Linked DNA regions of Sus scrofa: region 1 is linked to region 2. The links are chromatin contacts, called in public HiChIP or PLAC-seq maps. All regions are on one chromosome and are shown on one strand. Each heading gives the region's core, a stretch centred on a gene start, on an enhancer-like site or on the middle of the called end of the contact. The rest is flanking DNA. Distances are from core to core; before and after follow the strand shown. Region 1 overlaps LOC110257252 (a long non-coding RNA gene). Region 2 overlaps LOC110257252 (a long non-coding RNA gene).

Region 1 (2,996 bases), core at 133-2,632, 43 kb before region 2:
GACGCCCACCTGGGACTTGCCTACGCGTCCAGGTATCTTCAGGAAGAGCCATGTGAGGGCCTAGCCTTCTGCGTCTGTTCAGGTATGGAGACATTTATTTTTAGCTGTGCCAATGAGTGCCTGGTGGTGAAATCAGTGTTTATATCCTTGGCATCCTCATGGGTTTGGGTTTATGTCTGTCCCTATTTATGTCTGCACACAGAGCTACCCATCTAAATAACCTCAAAAACCAAATATTCTCCTGTTTACCTCATATCCTCATCTCTTTCCTTTCCTCCGCCCTCCCTTTCTATTTGCAGCTTATTTTCAGCAAAGAAAATGGCTCTTGTGGCTCGCAAACCCCAGCCACACTCTTGGTTGACAAGTCTCTACAGATGGATAAAGATTTTAGCAGGACTGTTATGCAACCCAGGATCCCCCAGTCCCTCCTCCTTGGTTTCCTTTCAACCAGGGGGCCAGGGAGTGTTAAAACCGTAGCCCAACTATTCCCGCTAATGCAAGCAGCACCCGGGATTTCTGTTCACAGGACTGCAGAGACGGAGATCACCTAGATTAGATTTCCCCATTTCACAGACTGAGAAACTGAGGTCCCCGGAGATGGCGAGGGAGGCCTTTCCAAAGGTCACTCCCTGTGCGTTAAGGTCCGTCTCTGCCGTTCCCTTGGCCAGTGCTCCTTCGACAGGAGGGCACAGCACTCCTGGGAAATAGCCGCACAGACGGCCAAATCGCAAGAATATGAAGCACACTGATTTCGTCGCAGAGCGCCTGGCAGCTCTTTTAGTAGAGGGCAGTTATATGCAAACCCCAAGAAGACGAAGCTGCCTGGCAGAAAAGCTGGGAAGGCTATCCCCAACTCTCTGGACGCCATCAGTCCATCAGTTCTAAAATCCTGTCTCCCTGGGCGGGAGGGCCGCAGTTTAGCAAGTGCTTCACTGTACATCACCCCGTTCTGTCCTCAGAGCGACGACTCTTGGGGTGGTGCTGCTACTGCTTTTTAACCAAGGAGGAAACGGGGGGGCGGGGGGGACTCTGAAAGGAGACGCTGTTCGTTCAAGGTCAAGTGGCCCTTTTGACACAGAAGTGGAATTAAAGCTCAGGTCTTCCAGGAGCCTGTCCAGTCCAGGAAGTGTATCACCAATGCCCTGGGGTCCCATCAGCAGGGCAGGGCCTAGCATTTGCTGTCCTGGTGTTTGGGGGAGAGGGGCCTGGGGGACATTCAGATGGAGCCTGAGGTTCTGAGGGTTTCTATGTCCCCTCCCAGCCAGCAGGCGGAGACCCTGAAAAAAAGGTTACCGTGGCAACACACATTCCTCCTAGAGTGAGTCACGCCAAAGAGAGCCTTTCAGTGGGTGGGACTTGGAGAAAGTTTCAAAAGTTGATTCCTTCTCCAGGCACCCACCCCCTTCCACCGCCACCCCCCCTCCACTCCAGGCTTTGTCGATGTGGCAGCTGAGGGCTGCGAGTTAACTATCTCTTCCCCCAACCCCTCCCATTTCAGAGCTTTTCTCCTCCTGCAAATAGACCCTTGCTTTCGGCCAGTCCCCACCTACCCCGTCTCCCACGTCATGCTCCCTGGAGGGTCATGCAGACATTTGAGAATATCTGAAGACTGAAGGCTGTCACCGCCTTCTTGTTCACTGCCACTGTCTCAGTCTCTGTCTCTTTGTCTCTGTCTCTCTCTCTCTCTCTCACTCACACACACACTCTATGTCCAGTGTAAAGGGTTTGCAGTTGCCTTGAAGCCTATTCAAAGGCTAGTCCATGACTTCTCATTCTGAGACCCTCCTTTGAAAGTTTCAGAGGACGTCAGGCACCCTAAAGACCATTAAGCCCACCCTCCCACTTTACAGTCAGGGAAACTAAGTCCAGAGGAGACACTTACCTAAGATGATCCATAAAATGTGTGCCTGAAGTCTGCCTCTCTACTTTTAATGTGCTTCTCCCCTGCCGTCAGAACTTGGCTGTATAGCAATTTAACCCCAGAGAATTGCTGGTGAAAATGCTTTCTCTATGGGTTCTGCATAGAATAGAATTTTCTGGAGGAAAACGTGTGCCTCTCTGTTCCTTTGGAGCATACTGGGCTTCCTGGAAGCCATGCCTTCCCCCAGTGCCCTTTTTTCTCTTGGTGTCCTTGGGGACTCAGGAAGTCCACTCATCATCCGGCCAGTGAAGCCAAGGACTGGAAGGGGTTACCTGAAGAAGAGCTAACACGCTAGAAGGCTCCACACCAGCCTTGTGTAGGGCTTGAGCTTCTCAAAGCAAGATGTGAGAAGCTTGCCCTGGACCCCTGTGCATCCTGCCTTCTCCCTTCCACTCTTTACAGCACATCCCCCGCCACAACCAGCCTCCCATCAGACCCAGGGCCTCTGCTGGACCATATCAGATGTCTGGGGTCTTCAGAGCTACACACACACAGGGCTACTGCTGGTGAGATCCTGTGTTTACAACCCAGGGAGCCCAGGATGGGAACAATGCCTAACTCAAGACCAACTGATAGGGCTATATCGGGCTGAACGGCACCGGAATCAGAGGTGTGTGTGTGTGTGTGTGTGTGTGTGTGTTAGGGACAGAGGTTGGAGAGGGGAGAATTCCAGGAAAACGGGACCCTTCCCAGAAGTTCTGCTTAAAGGTGAAGACTCCCCCTTTGTCTTCCAGAGACCAATTTATCATTCATGCAAAGGCCCTTTTGGAAAACAGAGGCTCTGACCCAGAACCAAGTCTAGGAAGTTTCTTCTGGAATGGGAAGCAGGGCAGGCTCTGGCCAACGGCCGGTGCTTCTTGCAGCTGTGCCCAGATCAGATTCCCGGGAAAGGAGGCTGCCGCATTTGTAAAGGCGCCTCTGAAACCAGAGAGACGGACACCGAAAGAGCCAGAGACAAAAAGTCCCGAAAAGACAGTCTGATCATTTTCTGCACACCTAGAGGGGGAGACCGAGTTACCTTGCTTTCACCTGAAAAGCAACAGGCAGCCAGCCCATGGCCCCTGCGCTTAACGGG
Region 2 (3,011 bases), core at 187-2,686:
CCCGCACGACCCTGAGCAGTGGACCAAATGATGGGCCATCTCCTGAGTCCAGCCCCCGGCCCTGCCCCCCGCACCCTGGGGACTAGTGTGGCTTCTCGCCAGCCCTGGGGATGTCAACACTGAGCAACGTAAGGCTTTGGCTGCTTTTGCTGCGGGGTGGGGATGGTGAGCCCCAGGGGTGGCTCCAGGCTGCTGTACTCACACCAGGGACCTTTGACAGAAACATATACCTTTTATTTTTTATTTATTTATTTATTTATTTAGGTCTTTTTGCCATTTCTAGGGCCGCTCCCACGGCATGTGGAGGTTCCCAGGCTAGGGGTCGAATCGGAGCTGTAGTCACCAGCCTACACCACAGCCACAGCAACGCAGGATCCGAGCCGCGTCTGCGACCTACACCACAGCTCACAGCAACTCTGGATCCTTGACCCACTGAGCGAGGCCAGGGATCGAACCCGCAACCTCATGGTTCCTCGTCGGATTCGTTAACCACTGAGCCATGACAGGAACTCCCAGAAACATACACTTTCTAAAAGGATCAGACTAGTGATCTCCTCTGTAAGATCAACTCCACAAACACCTCCTGCATACCTACCATGGGGTCCGAGTCTGTCCAGGTCCACGGCCACCCAGGGACCAGATGAAGATGAATGACACTAACACAGGGCAGGACGTGCAATCAATGCCCCCATGTGGCAGCTGTTACACACCCCTCGAACACCCCCTCAGGGCCTGTTCCGCACACAGAGGGAAGAGGTGTGTGGCCCGAACCTCGAGGACAGGAAAGACACGTGGATGAAAAGATTTGCCTCAGCACTGCAGCTGGGAGGATAAATGCTGTCAGGGCCAAGGGCAGAAATAAATGACTTCCAGTTGGGGAGAGGTTTTGTGGAGGCTGTGGTATGCAAGGGAGGGGAAGGAATTTGTGTATGGAGACGGGCAGCCGTGGGGAGGCCATTGAGATCATTCCTTTTCAGGGCACCTGGGAGACCCAGGAGGTGCAGCTGGCTGCAGGAAGGGCTGGAAAGGCCAGGCAGGTGGGCCGGGGTCGGTGCCAGAGAGAGCCACCTGCGTAACATGTGGGCACATCGGCTCCCCTGCCCCACCCAGCTGTGTGCGCTCCACCAGCTGGGCTGCTCCCCCAGCTCCTTGGGGCCTCGGAGAACAGAACCAAGGGCCTCGGCTGGACACCTGGATTCCAGCCGGGATGCGGGGAGGTGGGGGTGGGGTGGGGGTGGAGGAGGATGTGCGATGTGGGCAGAAAAGAGCCAAAGGAGAGGCACTCCTCCAAGGACCACTGGCCCCAAGAGGCACCAGTGTCTCTATCTTTGCGTGTACCCAGTGGGCCAGCCAGCCTGAACCAGGTCTCCTGGGAAGCTGTGGAAATGGAAGAACTCAAGTCTGTACTCCCAGCGCCCACAGAACGCGTCTCCAGCATCGCCTGCGGACAGCCAGATGCAAAGGATACTGCCATCTTGTGGCCAAGAAGCCCAGATACCAGGAGGGCTGGGAGAGTCCCTGTGCCCCCGAGGGACCACAAAAGCAGAAGTGGCTGAGACTTGTTTTGATACTTTCATGATGGGACCACCATTCTGCTAACACACAGTTCAGAGCAGGAATAAAGTCTTGCCTAAGGTCCCTGAAGTAGAGTTACTGTGTGTCATGCAGATGAGGAAACCGCCTCCAGGAGAGATGAGGTGACCGGTCCGAGGTCACAGGTGGCCAAGGGCAGAGCCAGGTTTCATCCCAGGTCCAGCAGTGCTGGTCCCTGGTCAGTACCCAGTAGATGGTCAAAGCAGTGATTCGTAGCGTATCTGCCAAGAACTTTCAGGAGGAACACAAGGTCAAAACCATTCCCACAAGACGCCCTTTTCTCTTTCTCTTCCAATCATGCAGTCAAGTTTCCAGAATCTAAATGCTAGGCAATGACCTCATCTCATCCCGAAGGCTAATGGGATATAAATAAGCTCATGTATCCTCATTTCCAAAATTCCTGTTGTGATGTCTAATACAGCATAGCCCACATAATCATAAGCTCTTTAAGATGCTCAGTAGTTTTTAAGCATGTAAAAGGGTCCTAAGATGAAAAAGTTTGAGAGCTGCTGGATTATGACAGAACACTGTAAATCAACTATAATGGAAAAAATAATCATTTAAAAAAATTTTTTTAGGGAGTTCCCGTCATGGCTCAGTGGTTAAGGAATCCAACTAGGATCCATGAGGACATGGGTTTGATCCCTGGCCTCGCTCAGTGCGTTTAGGATCCGGCATTGCTATGAGCTATGGGGTAGGTCAAAGACACGGCTTGGACCCTGCATTGCTGTGGCTGTGGTATAGGCCGGCAGCTGTAGCTCTGATTCAACCCCTAGCTTGGGAACCTCCGTATGCAGCCCTAAAAAGACAAAAGACCAAAAAAAAAAAAATTTTTTTTAATAAAGCTATACAAACAAAAATATTCCCTTTGTTTTGATATAATTAAATCAATTCTGTGAGGCACTTTTAGGCTGACTGCAATTTTAATTGCCATTTCTACAGGTCTTGGATTAAGTACACACGAAAAAATATTTGAACAGAACGTGCTCACTGAGTGATTTTAACTGGCAAGCAGTAAGTGATTTCTATGTGTGGCCTCACGTAACCCCCACAACCACCCTGTCATCACATCTTTTGCCTATGGACATCAAGTGCTTACAGGTGCCAGAGGAACTTGGACTCTGTCCCAGGCAGTGTGTCTTCACGGCTTCTTCCCGTTATTCCGCCTTAAGATTTTACATCCCTTACATGCAGTTCACTTGACAGACAAAAAGGTTTTCAAGATATGGGGTCTAAGGCATCCCCTGGTAGCCTAGCAGTTAAGGATCTGGCGTTGTCATGGCTGTGGCTCAGGTTCAGTCTCTGGCCTAGCAATTTCTGCATGCCACGCGGGCGGCCAAAAAAAAAAAAAAAAATTTATGTGTGTGTGTGTATAATATATCTAAGAAAGTAGCACAAAGAAAAGGGATTGCCAATCT

What was found. HiChIP or PLAC-seq counts read pairs in DNA pulled down with a chosen protein or histone mark.
Region 1: an H3K27ac HiChIP or PLAC-seq map of skeletal muscle shows a contact between it and region 2. The contact joins two enhancer-like sites. A contact is called at or near these places in 11 of 47 Hi-C or Micro-C datasets (alveolar macrophages, embryonic fibroblasts, fetal skeletal muscle and 6 more) and 1 of 2 datasets of contacts at active chromatin or transcription factors (skeletal muscle).

Annotation. Positions count from the first base shown.
Region 1 is chr16:71,358,282-71,361,277 of Sscrofa11.1, reverse strand. All of the region lies in intron 1 of LOC110257252 (a long non-coding RNA gene), which reads left to right. Among named protein-coding and RNA genes, the nearest start is that of SPARC, 8.4 kb to the left of the region's middle. Within about 2 kb of position 1,382, at least 57 of the 83 cell types and tissues checked have an H3K27ac peak or open chromatin away from gene starts, as enhancers often do. A contact at or near this core is called in fetal skeletal muscle, omental adipose tissue, skeletal muscle and 1 more, where this site is marked.
Region 2 is chr16:71,314,831-71,317,841 of Sscrofa11.1, reverse strand. The region is part of intron 1 of LOC110257252 (a long non-coding RNA gene); the gene reads left to right. It overlaps LOC110257254 (a long non-coding RNA gene), which reads left to right. Exons shown (of 2, transcript XR_002339619.1): 1 at 1-128; 2 at 2,536-3,011. Among named protein-coding and RNA genes, the nearest start is that of ATOX1, 17 kb to the right of the region's middle. Within about 2 kb of position 1,436, at least 22 of the 83 cell types and tissues checked have an H3K27ac peak or open chromatin away from gene starts, as enhancers often do. A contact at or near this core is called in fetal skeletal muscle, omental adipose tissue, skeletal muscle and 1 more, where this site is marked.